2 separate regions of the Zea mays genome follow, and region 1 is linked to region 2. The links are chromatin contacts, called in public Hi-C maps. All regions are on one chromosome and are shown on one strand. The core of a region is the stretch at or near the end of the contact, and the rest is flanking DNA. Distances in the headings are between cores, read along the strand shown. Region 1 holds the start of LOC100272506. Region 2 holds the start of LOC100272869 (zn-finger, RanBP-type, containing protein).

Evidence for each region. Hi-C and Micro-C count contacts between places; a contact is called where the count stands out from the background.
Region 1: a contact with region 2 is called in a Hi-C map of ear, with 2.1 times the contacts expected there. The contact joins the promoter of LOC100272506 here to the promoter of LOC100272869 in region 2. A contact is called at or near these places in 2 of 25 Hi-C or Micro-C datasets (ear and leaf).

Annotation. Positions count from the first base shown.
Region 1 is chr1:194,245,109-194,252,362 of Zm-B73-REFERENCE-NAM-5.0, reverse strand. LOC100272506 reads left to right here and starts at 4,503. Exons shown (of 5, transcript NM_001146975.1): 1 at 4,503-4,761; 2 at 5,613-5,935; 3 at 6,018-6,090; 4 at 6,164-6,704. The coding sequence starts at 5,615.
Region 2 is chr1:194,114,928-194,121,218 of Zm-B73-REFERENCE-NAM-5.0, reverse strand. It overlaps LOC100272869 (zn-finger, RanBP-type, containing protein), which reads left to right and starts at 1,527. Exons shown (of 11, transcript NM_001147322.1): 1 at 1,527-1,685; 2 at 1,876-1,921; 3 at 2,031-2,143; 4 at 2,274-2,544; 5 at 2,901-2,962; 6 at 3,166-3,217; 7 at 3,312-3,421; 8 at 4,040-4,070; 9 at 4,315-4,466; 10 at 5,489-5,676; 11 at 6,024-6,291. The coding sequence starts at 1,674. The coding sequence ends at 5,647.

The DNA of each region.
Region 1 (7,254 bases), core at 3,254-5,753, 130 kb before region 2:
GTAAACTTTTAATTGGACCTCACATTTAAAATGAACAATAAGTGTGTGCATTTCATATTGGAAACATTGCCTAGATAAATAAATAATGTAACTAAAAATAACCATAACTTGCATTTCATACTGGTGATCTTCTGATTGTGCATTTAAATTTTAAAAAATTGCAAATCAAACATAGTTTGAAAAAATATTAAAATAGGAAAAAACAAAAGACCTAAACCGTGCTTGGGCCAAATCTTGCTTGGCTCATCTGACTCCACACGTAAATGCCACCAGCCCACACGTCTCTTTCTTCATTTTTTATTCTCTTGCCGCAAATGACATCATCTTGATGTAACAATGACATCAAGCTAGCAAAGAAATCCAGCACGCCGTGATCCTCTTCGTAACAAAACGCACAACACTGGACATCGTAGCAGTCGTCAAGTTTGTTGGGATTTTGGCTCCAATTGACCCGGACTTGTTCGCCTCTCATAGTATAAATAGGTACCAACCATAGCCCTAGTGAAAGGGAAATAGGGTTAACCATTTCCTGTTATCAATTTTGGTGGTTGTCAACCAACACAAACACATGGACTAACAAGTTCGTCTAGAATTCATGTATTACAGGTGTATAAGGTTCAACACAAACCAAGAAAGAAATCAGCTAGGGGTCATGATTCATTTGGAGCAAAGAACTTGAGTGTGCTAAAAAATGGCGCTCCGGACTGTCCGGTGTGCCACTAGACAATGTCCGGTGCACCAGGACCGTATAGACTTGAACCAACCACTCTCTGGAAATTGGAGACGCGCTCCGCTATAATTCATCGGACTGTCCGATGAGCCAGCGGAGCAACGACTTCCTGCGCCAACGGTCGACTCTGCAAAAGCTACAATGATCAACAGTACCGCGACAAAAGTCAGAGCAGCAAAGTCATAGGGCACTGGACTGTCCAGTGCAGCAAGACGACAAAGGCTCCAATGGTTGACCGGCTCCGAACCCTAACGTTTGCGCTGACGTGGCGCGCACCAGACAATGCACAGTAGCTGTCCGGTGGCGCACCGGATTGTCCGGTGCGCCCATCGCCAACAGCCTTCACCAACGGCTATGGAAGTGGTTGGGGGCTATAAATACCCCCATCCACCTCATTCATATCCATCCAAGTGTTCTGAACATCACATTCAATATAAGAGCAAAAGACTCCACTCCAAGACACATTCAATAGATCAAATCATCTCCAAGCCACCAAATCAACTCAATTCCATTAGGGACTTGAGAGAGGGTGTTTTGTGTTCTTTTGTTGCTCTTGTCGCTTGGATTGTCCTTTTTCTTTCCCCTTCTATTTCTCAAGTGACTTGTAATCGAAGCAAGAGACACCTAAGTGTGTAGTGGTCCTTGTGGGGTCTAAGTGACCCAAGAGATTAAGGAAAAGGCTCACTCGGTCTAAGTGACCGTTTGAGAGAGGGAAAGGGTTGAAATAGACCCGATCTTTGTGACCTCCTCAACGGGGACTAGGTTCTTTGGAAACAAACCTCGGTAAAACAAATCATCGTGTTCACTCGCCTTGATTCTTGTTGATTTGTTTTTCCCTCTCTAACGTTTCCTTGCTAGTGTGAATTTGAGTTGGCTCCCATACGTCATCCGCAATCTTTGAGCAACTCCTAGCAAGAGAGATATTCTCTTGGATTTGAATTTAATTCTAACGCTAACCTCTGACCTTAGTGTGTGTTTAAGTTTATAAATTTCAGGTTTCACCTATTCACCGCCCCTCTAGGCGACTTTCAATTGGTATCAGAGCCAGTGCTTCATTAAGAGTCTAACCAACTCAAAGTGATGTCTGGAGATCATGCCAAGAGGGAGATCATGACCGGTGAAAAGACCACAAGCTCGGGGAGGACTCTCTCAAGGGAGTCCGGCAACAACCACAAGGAGGAATCCTCTTCCTCCATCAAGTCGCATCAGAGAGGTGACAAGAAGAAGAATATGAAGAAGGTGGTCTACTACGAGACCGACTCTTCGTCACCCTCCACATTAAGCTCCGAATCGTCCACTACTTCTAACCGCCATGAGTGAAAGAAGTATAGTAAGATGACCCTACGCTATCCTCGAATTTCCAAGCGTGCTCCATTACTTTCCGTACCCTTAGGCAAACCACCATATTTCGATGGTGAAGATTATTGTATGTGGAGTGATAAAATGAGGCACCATCTAACCTCACTCCATGAAAGTATTTGGGATATTGTTGAGTTTGGAGCGCAGACACCAAAGGTGGGGGACAGGGACTACGACTTGGACGAGGCCGCCCAAATTAGGCACTTTAACTCCCAAGCCAGCCACGTCTATACTCCTCGCCTTCTTGTGTCGAGAGAAGTATAACAAGGTGCAAGGGTTAAAGAATGCCAAAGAAATTTGGGACGTCCTCAAAACCGCGCACAAAGGGGATGAGGTGACCAAGATCACCAAGTGCGAAACGATCAAGGAAGAACTCGGTCGATTCATCCTCAACAAAGGAGAAGAGCCGCAATCCATGTATGGCTCAAGACTATGGTGAACCAAGTGCGCAACCTCGGGAGCACCAAATGGGATGACCATGAGATGGTCAAGGTTATTCTTAGATCCCTCATATTTCGCAATCCTACTCAAGTTCAATTAATATGTGGGGATCCTAGATATAAACTAATATCTCCCGAGGAAGTTATTGGCATGTTTGTAAGCTTTGAACTAATGATCAAAGACTTCAAACACATTGTCAACTTGGAGCAAGGCGCCACCTCTACATCCGAGGTGCAACCCGTCGCATTCAAAGCGACGAATGAAGAGAAGAAGGAGTCTACATCAAGTAGGCTTCCAATCGACGCCTCCAAGCTCGACAATGAGAAAATGGCGCTCATCATCAAGAGCTTCCACCAAATCCTTAAACAAAGGAGGGGGAAAGACTACAAGTACCGCTCCAAGAGGGTGTGTTACCGTTGTGGTAAGTCCGGTCATTCAATTTCTAGTGAAAGTGATAGGGACGAAGACAAGAAGGGGAAGAAGAAGGAGAAGAAGAGATACTACAAGAAGAAGGGCGACGATGCACACATATGTCGGGAATGGGACTCCGACGAGAGCTCCACCGACTCCTCCTCCGACGAGGACGCCGCCAACATCGCCATCAACAAGGGACTCCTCTTCCCCAACGTCGGTCACAAGTGTCTTATGGCTAAGGATGGCAAGAAGAAGAATGTTTATGCATCCGGTGGTTCAAGTTGGATAATCGATAGCGGATGCACAAACCACATGACTGGGGAGAAAAGAATGTTCTCCTCCTATGAGAAAAATGAAGATCCCCAACGAGATATCACATTCGAGGATGGAAATCAAGGATTGATAAAAGGTTTGGGTAAAATAGATATATCTCCTGTCCATTCTATGTAAGTCCCAAAATCTGTATAAGAAAAAAATATTATTAATAATAAAATAAATATATGAAGAGATAAAATAGTAAATTTAGATATCTCAAATTATACTTGAGTATTGAAATTGAGGACTGAATTTTGAAAACCAAGAATTATTTTAGAAAAGAGGTAATAGAAAAGGTTTCTATTCAACTAAATAATTATACCATAACATAATAAAGAAATAAGAAAATAGTGTTGTGAGAATTTTTTAAGACCTTTGAAAATCTATTAGAACTCTCCCTCCTCGTGATTAAACAATAATATTAAGTTAAAATTAAGTGATCAATGAATAGATGAGGTGAGGTTGACCTTTTGCCTAAGGTTTTGTAGTAATGCATTTTATTGGCAACATAAATTAGACCTCCAATTTTAAATGAAGACATAAAATGAGAAAAAGGAGAAAAGGGATTCTAATGCAACCATTTATTTCTTCCATAAGGAAATGATAAGGAAAATAAATAATAATATGGAAAACAATAGGGATTATATTCACATCATTACTAATTTTGTAACTCGCAAATCTGAAATTCAAAAGGGGGAATTTGAAATCTGTTTGAGTACTTGAATTTGAAAACAAAGCAGAAAATTTATAAAAGAAAAGAAAAAGGGCTCCTATGCCTACCTGGGCCGATTCCCTTCCCTGTCGGCCCAAATGAGGATTTCACCCGCGCGGCTCGATCCACCCTCTTTCCCTTTTCTTTCTGTTGTGGTCACTTGCAAGGGGGCCCCACTTCGTCAGCCGGTCATGGGACACACTCGCGCGCGTGTCTCCACTCTGCCTTGTGGGCCTGCTATGTCAGTGTCACCGCAGACGCTGTTGCGCGGGACCCTATTGTCAGCTCTATCCGCACCAATAGAGCGTAGCCGATTCCTTCGCCGTGACGACGCGGCTTCAACAAATTCCCCGGTGTCAGCCTCCCTTGCCCGTGGTGTTTTACTTCCGTCTCAAACACTGAGACCTAGTTTGGAAGCCCACTTTCCCGGGGGGATTCAGCCTTTTTCCCGGCGAGAAAACCCCGCGTGAGAATGGGCCACGAGTAATTTTGCCGGCCTGTTTGGAGCCCGGTTCCCCGGGTCAGTATCTCCCACGAATTGCCAAAACACCAGGGGAACGCTCCCCCGAGCCGCGACCCCGGGCAGGTTTCCCCACGGACGGGGCATCCGACCGCGACGACCTCCCGCCGCCGCCGCGACGAATCTCTGGCCTCCCACTACCGCCGCGACGTCCAGCTTTGTTCTACTCCAAGGTCCAGCTCTGGCTTGCCGTCCTCCGCCCGTACTCCACGCTACTGGATCTCTAGCTTGCTCGTACGGGATCTCTGTACTCCACGCTACTGGCTTGAGGTATTCAAACTTTGCGACACTACAGAGATTAAAGTGGCAGTATCTCTGTTTTATCTTTCCGGAAGCCTGCATGCGGTCAATCAAGTCAGTTCTTGCAAATCAAACTTTGCGACACTTCAGGCACTCCTCAAGCATTTCTATGCTATTGCAAATGAAAACCAGCATAAGTAGTCAAATGATATGTTGCTTCTGTTCTGTGATTTACACCATTTTAAATGAAACTTCTGGACCTATTGGGTTAATTGCCGCGAATTCCATTAGTATCCTTTGATTTACCACTGTCCAATCTACCTTCCTAATTTTTCTGAATGCATTTTCCCTGTGCAACTTGATTTATTCCTTGACTAACTGTAAAGATATGTTGCTAAAAATAGGTATTCTGCAATATTTATAAAAGATTATTTCTAGCTACATAACTTTGTTCATATCTGACATTGGGATCTCTCACGTTGTCTGTTTTTTTAATGGAAGTTAGTAGCTGATAACATTCTTTACAGGGCTAATTCTCTTTTCCTAATTTCTAGTCTGACCACTGTTTTCTCTAAGAGGGTTTTCTTGAATGGAATGAGGTTCAAGCAGACTGCTCCCATTCAAATAGCCATTCTTTACAGTATGTTGAAGTCCTAAAGGGAGACAACAACTACCCCAATGATATAGACTCAAGTGATGGAAGCAACCTGAGAGATCAGATTGCTCTCCAAATGTGGGCTGCCTACAATAGTTAGTTTAGGATCTCTTATATTTATTATATAGTAATAAGGACTTATGTTTTATTATGTAGTAGTAAAGTCTTATGTTTTATTATGTAGTAGTAAAGTCTTATATTTACTATGTTTTGTTGGGAAATATAGCCATGGCAAAGAATGTTTCTAGGGCAGCTTGGAACACTGTGTATGAGAAAGGTCTGGTTGATGTGCTCCTTGAACATAAGGACAACCCAAAGTTCAAAAGTCAAAATGGTTGGACTGCTGAGGGATGGAACAATATCACAAACAAGTTCAATGAGAGGTATCCTCTTGCCCATTACTCCAAACAGCAAATGCAAGACAAAGATAAGGAGCTTAAATCTCATTACAAGGCAGTAAGAGATTCAAGGAAAGAAAGTGGGGTGGGTTGGAATGATTCCCTATGTATGATAGTGGCTGAGCCAGAACTTTGGGAAAAGCTCATCCTTGTAAGTCATTTCCTCAATATTTAATATGTTTTCTTAATATTGCACATGTAAGCTCATTTTTTATTTCATCTTGCACATATAGGCTCACCCAAAGGTAGCGAAGTACCAAAAGAAGCCATTTCCATTGTACTACTCTTTGGAAGCCCTCCACGAAGGTATTTTAACTCATAACTTCTATCTTTTTACTACTTATCAGAATGTATTTTTACTCATCTTCTCTCTTTTTAGGTAGTGTGGCCACAGGAGATTTGAATTTCACATACACTCAGCAAATGCCACCTCCTTCTTTCATTCCTGTTCGTCCTCTTAATGCCCCTCCTGGTGGCCCTCTTGCTGCCCCTCCTAGTGGCCCTCTTGCTACAGCTTTCGGTTCTGCTACTGCTCATTCGAACAGGAGTACCTCTGAACAAAGCCACTCTCCCTTGCACCCCAACACAAACCCATTCTCCATGGATTTCCAAGAAATATCAAATGAAGCTCAATCAGGACATGTAGAAGGTGGAAATGGGAGAAAGCGCAAGCAAAGCCAAATTGGAGCAGCCATTGAAAGTTTTGTGGATTTTAAGAGGAGCGCCACATCCAAAACGCTCGAAGGTATTGAAGAAGTGTCTATGGAAAAGTGTCTAGACAAGTTGGATAGAATTGATGGGTTCACAGATGAGGATAGATCATATGCAATGGAGGTCTTTGAATCTGCGATAAACCGAGAGGTGTTTATGAAGTCAAAAAACCACAATGCTAGATTACTTTGGTTGAAGAGGAAAATTAGGTAAGTTCTAGTTCTTAGTTTCTATGCAATTGAAGTTTGTTTATATGATTATTGTTGATTATTTTTCTCCACAGTGCTTGTAGAGCGCTCACTACTATCATGTGATGTGAGGTGAATGTGGCGATGAAGAGATAGGCTTACAGGAATTCACTGAATAAAACAATACGCTTGTTCTTGCACAAGAATGCCAATATGTTTCTTATCTTATTGTAATGAAAAGGTCGTTTTGATATTATTGAGCTGTTCAAGTTTTTGAAAAGGAACTGTATGAGCTTAAGAAATGATTGTCTAGGTTACATTGAAACATAGAACTGTATGGCTGGTACAAACGAAATGTGTGGCTGGTACAAGTTTCTAAAGTCTTGTTCCTGGTGCTGACAAATTAATGAAGTATTTGCTATTTTTCTAAAGACTTGTTCCTGGTGCTGACAGATTATCCTGGTGCTGACAGATTAATGATATATTAATGAAGTCTTGTTCTTGAATTCTGTTTCAACTTTCATTAGTGGAACTAGAATAAAAGGAGGAGCCTTTGCTATTTTTCTGATTT
Region 2 (6,291 bases), core at 278-2,777:
TAGATATATTGAAAGTCTTTCTTTTTATTTATGTTTAAGAGAAAAATAGTTTTGAGAAGAAGAAAATCCTTATTTAAAGGTCGTTTAGTATTGCATCTTTTTGGAGAAGTTTTCACGATTTCCCGAAATAGAATTTTGAGGTGCTACAACGCCGAAGGAGAGAGGGCAATGAGGGGTTGAGACTTGAGAGAGTTGCCAGTGCAAGGATGCGGCAGTTGGGTTGTGACTAGTGGTGGGAATATGGGTCGGGCTTTTCGGGCTAGCACGAGCACGACCCGAAAACAGGAGCCCAAAGCACGACCCGACACAAAATAATATGGGCCGAGCTAGCACGACCCGAAGGCGGGCCTGGGCCGGGCCTCAAATTCTGGCCCGTCGGGTCCCCGGCACGGCCCGCATAGATGGGCCGGGCTTAGGCCGGCACGGCCCAATTAAGCCCAATCTGTTTAATTTCTTTAATTTAGTAAGATATCGACTTTATATTGTTGTTATATTTGGAGTTTATGCAGTTAAATGATGCTAAAATTGTTTAATATGTTTAATTTAGTAAGCTATGAACTTTATATGGTTGTAATATTTTGATTTTATGTGGTCAAATATACGGGCCGGGCTTGGGCCGACACGGCCCAACAAAGGCACGACGTGGTTTAGGGCCGGGCTAGGCCACTGTTTTTACACTTCGGGCCGGCACGGCATGACCCAAAAGTTATTTGGGCTTTCCTGGCCCAAACCCGTTTGACACGAAGCACGATGAGATTGAGTCAGGCTGGCCCGGCCTGGCCCAATTCCCAACACTAGTTGTGACGACTGACGAGCATGTGGGAGAGATATTGATGAGATAGGGTTTCAGCAGTAGCTACCGACCTACCGTGGGCTGGACTGAGACCAATTGGCCGAGTCAAGAAAAAAGTGAAGCAAGTCGATGGTCCAAAGTAATTCAGAAATTGATCGTCCACGTTCTAATCGTCCGATTAATCATGACTAATTGATGATTAGTCAGATGATCAACTTTCTAATCGCTATGATCGCGTCGATGAGAAGGATCGATCGGGTATGCGGTTCCGATCACCCGATTAATCGTCGATTAATTGCTATTTATCGGACGATTAGAAAACATGGCTCCCCACAATACTTAGATTCTAAAAACACGAGAGTATGTTCGTTTCCTTCTCAATCCTTGTGGATTAAACAGAATTAAGAGTGTTTTAATCCTTAATAAATTAATTTTTTTCTTTAATTTTTTCAATTCTGTTTAATCCATATGGAACCATTATTTAATTCTCGGGTATCTAGTTTAACTATGAACTGTACTGGGCGAGAACGTCTTTGCTCGCGAGTTTGCAAGGGCCCACGTATCAGATTGGGCCTAAAGTTCTCCTCGTCTGGGCCGGCCTCGTCGTCCGAGTCGAGGAGTTGTCGTCGTCAGGTACATCGCTGACGCGGACGGCTGAGGCAAATCAAAATGCGATGTCACTGTTGTGCACATCTGAGTTTGAAGGCCAATTCACAACAAAACCCTAGCTACTGCTTCGTCTGCCGAATTCCCCCTCCGCTCGCTTCGCACGCCGCCCGTCGCCGCGGCGGCGTCTGCGATTGTCCCTCCCGCTGCAAGGAGCACATGCTTCTCGCCGCGCCGTTAGCCCGCCGCCGCCACCACCGGTTCACCTTCAGCTATGTCTTCTCAGGTACCGCTCCCATCTCCTCGTTCTCCTCGATTCCGCCGGTCGATTAGGGTTCGAGTCGGTGTCGCCGCACATCAGTCGCGCTGAAAGATTGTTAGCTTTGTCATCTGAGCTCCCCGCGCTGTGCTCACCGATTCCCCTCTGGATCTCGCCCATCCAGCGAGGTCTCACGAATTAGTGCATGGGTTTGCAGGTCGACAGGCGCAGCCAGTCCGCCGGGAAGCGCGCCCGCACCGACGGTAGGTCGCTCTGGCTCCGCCGCTAAGTTGTCTCTTGTCGCACCCTACGTATCTAAGCTGCATCTGAGTGGATTTCCCATTGGTGGGGGACAATAAACGGTGTTCTCAGGCAGCCGGCGTGAGGACGACTGGGTTTGCCCCAGCTGCAAGAACGTCAACTTCGCCTTCCGCACCACTTGCAACATGCGCAGCTGCAACCAGTCCAGGCCAGCAGATCACACGGTACATAATGGTTTTGCCTCACTTTATTCTTGCTGTAGATTGTTTGCTTGTCGCTTTCATGGAGCGTGTCTGTGGGTACTTTTGCTTGCCCGCTTGCATTTATGTCGTGCTGCTGTTGCTTGCCATTCAGAAGGCCATGCAAACCCCGCCTCACTATCCCACGTCAGGGGGTTACATGGGCCCTGGGACGCCACCATCGATGTACCTTGGTGGGGGCGCTCCCCCATATGGATCCTCAATGTTTAATGGGCCTGCGGTGACACGCTATGGTATTCCGCAATTTCCTGGGGGTTCTGCGTATTCATATGGATATGGTGGTCCCATACCAATGGGGAGCCCCTACGGGCCAATGCAAATTGCTGGGCCAACTCCATACTCTGGTGGAACTATGATGACAGCAGGTAACAGGGCTTCTCTCTATGATAGGCATGCCTTATTTTGTTATTGCCCTTGCATTAATTAATCTAGCTATTGAATTAATGCAAATCTGATGCTTTCAATAATTTATTCCATGCAAATCATAGTATGTTAAACAATTAGTTTTGCAGAATATGAGAATGTAATTTCTTTTCACTCGATCTTCATTTCCACAAATGTGGGCAATAAATAATACCCTTTGCAGTACCCTTGTGTTCTGCCATGTGTTTTCTAAACCACTTTGTTTGGTTGGGGTTATGACACTTTATACATGTTTTCCAGTTCTGTGTTTTCACGTGTTTGCTCACAAGGTTTCTCTTGCTTATTGTCCAATAAACAGGTGGAATGTATGGAATTCCCATGGACAGGTATGGGCCAATACCTGCTGGTCCTGGTCCAATGGTATGTGCTCTTGTGATTATTCTTCTGTATACCTATTACCTCATGCTAATTTAACTACTGTTGCCTTACATGAAGAACTTTCAACATGTTTGTTGTTCTGTTACTCTATTACATTTTTTGTTTGGTATTTATGATTTCTGTGATTGTGTCTACATGGATTAACTGTTATGATTCCTTAAATCTATATTTCCTGAACCTGAAAGGGCACAAGGGCTGGCTCATATTCTGATGAAGGTTCTCAGAAGAAGCCTGCAGGTATGTCTCATTGAATTTTTATTTTGACTTATTTATATTAATGTGGTTAGCACTTGATTAATTATTTGCCTATTCTCCTGAACTTTTGATGAAGGAGCTGGCCGTGATAATGATTGGGAGTGTCCAAATTGCCATAACATCAACTTTGGCTTTCGCACAGTCTGTAATATGAGAAAGTGCAACACACCTAGACCTGCAAACCAGGTTTGCAACTTCTGTCTCATCTTGCTATTATAAGCGATCTGATATTGCTTCTTTTATGTATTTAAATTAAGATCATTTTTAAAAATTGTAATTGTGTTAGTAAATGATTCTTTACTTCTGTTGAAGTGTACTTTTATAACTTCGCAATTGTGCTTGAAGTTGACTTTGCTGCCACAAGATTATTTGTGTGCTTGGAGTGTACATGGTTTCACTTTATACTACTGCTGTAAACTGTTTGGTGAAACCATGCTTATGCACATCTGGATACATCCTCTAGTTTGCCCTGCCATAGCCTACACATCAGGATCTGAGTACTTGTTGATGACCTTCTCTTTAGTCCTGTTCCTTACTATTTTTTAGGTATTCTTACTCTAGGAAAAAATCAATACAACTTCCTCCAATCCTCCCTCTTGTATTATCAAGCTAAACCAGAATAATATTGTGAAGTAAAAGCAAACAAGTTTTGGCTATATTTTGTGTAGAAGTACTTCTCTTTCATCCAAATCTAAATCTTCATTTCTAATGCTTGGGCTTCTATCTGTAGTTTATAGAGATCGATTGTTCATCAACTAATCCCCTTTTACTTACTGATTGCTTGTGCATCAACTCTTTGTGCAGGGATCTAAGTCTGATGGTTTAAGGGGCTCAAGTAAGTTTCCACATGATAAGGGTTTAGTGCTCCTTCCTCATCCAATCTTCTTTGCGTATAACAAATGTCCCTGAATTACAAATTTTTTTGTAATATTTGTTATCACTAGACATTTCTTTGAAGGAATTAGTGTGTTTTCTTTGGATTTTCGCACATAAATTATGGGCTACTTTATCTAATGGTCTATGTAGTTTATTGTTCCATCAATTCTGTTCGAACTCACACCCCAACCTCTAATTGATAGAAGCAAAGATGCCAGAGGGCAGTTGGAAGTGTGAGCAGTGCAATAACATAAATTATCCTTTCCGAACAAAATGCAATCGTCCCCAATGTGGAGCAGAAAAGCCATCACAAACAAACAATGTGAATGGTTCAGCGACAGATCAGGACAATCAGGTCTGTGTTTCAGAACCTTCAGTATGGTCCTCAACATTTGCTGCACCTTTATTTAGAACATTAACTTGCATGCCTATTATATATTTAATACTGTTTTTAATCATTTTGTTGCCCTCATATTTGATTGCATATAGCTTGATTTATCATGTTACAGTGAGTCCTAGGACAGTAATGAGGGTCAAGAAGGTCCAGCGTCGTCGTCAAGGTTCAGTCTGAATGTGGGGTACATCTCTGTCAGTAGTCGCTCCAGTTGTTACAAGTTTCTTCCCCTTGGGACCTTAGTCGAGTTGGCAATGGAGTCTTGTCTTCCCTAATCACTACAGATAATGGTCAAGAACATCGTTCTTGCCTTTCCTGGCTGAGCTTGGTTACTTGTCTTTGTTACTACTTACTAGTACTCTGGGTAAAGTGCCATCTGTTATATGAATGCCTTTTAGTTATCTGTGTCATAGAATATCACTCATCTGTTATGAAGTATCACAACCGTCATCATTTTGTCTTGGTTTTGTTAAGGCTGCGTTCTGGTCGTTGTTTTTCGATTTATGGTTGGTTTGTTATTTTACAGGTGTTATTTCTGAAACCTTTCTTTCCTTCCATAGTAGTTTCCTTAGGGATGTTGCAACTTAATGAGGAGCTCTACTGAAATAATTAGGAGAATTCTTTCCCTGTTAAGGGCTAGTTTGTTAGCCAGGGAATTGGAGGATAGCAAGGGGTTTCCTCCCCCATAGGTTACCTCTATTTCCCTTGTCACCAAACCAGCCCTTAGGAATAGTTAGGTCTGAAGTTGACAGTGAACGTCTCGGATGCATAACTGCATATGCTACTGTTATTGTCTTCCATGTTCTCCGGGTCCGGGGCTTCAGCTAATAGCTGTTCAAGTATGACCGTACAGTATTTTGGTTAGAAGAGATGCTCCTTGGTGAAAGTGATGTGCATCTCACTGTGCAGTGGTAGTAGACTAATCACCCTGCATGCTTGTCTTGATTATGACTGATTCACTGACTTGGTACCATTGGACTTAGTTTTTGCCATGTAACATTACGAAGCTTTTATCAAAGCTACGACTTCTGCATGAATTTCAAGACAGCAGTGAGCAGACGGATCTTCCTTGTCCTACTGCTGGATCACCGACATTGCGGATGTCAGCGCTCAGTGAATTGCAGAACAGTCTTTCAAACTGATGCGCTACCATTTCGTATTGGAAAACAAGGTGAGGAATTCGCACCAGGTGGGTATACTTGTGTCTCGACTCTCGACAGCCCTGATTTGGAATCGTTTCAGTATGTGCCTGGAGTGATTCTTGTCTTATTTTCATTCTTCTCTTTTTTTTTCTGTTGATTATGTTTTCTGCTTAGCTTTGTTCTTACACATACTATCATAATGTAAATTTGTCGTTCCATTTCAAAATTGTACGGGAGATGATTCTTCAAATGCTATGCAATTAACATGCCCTTCCCTTCCATATTGTGAGGGCTTATATGTTTCTTGATCTGTTGGCTGCGGTTTGTGGTGCCCACTGTTACGATTCCAATTTCTCCTGACTTCTCGACAATACAGGACAAGCGGTTCGGCCCAGAAGTGTTTTAGTACTCGAGCTGCATGCAGGCCCATTTAGCACGATCTGGCTATGACTTCCTACATGGCCCAGAAGCCGTCGTCTACTGATCGCTCCAGCTTCTTCTTCCTTCGTCGCCGCTGGGCTGGTAACATTCATTCGCGGACCATCCTCCCTCGATCGAAGTTAGCGAGGCCTTGCCACTGCACCTCATCGCTTGGCCACCCTCTGTTCTCCGTTGCGGGGCGGACTATAATTTCCGCTACAAAG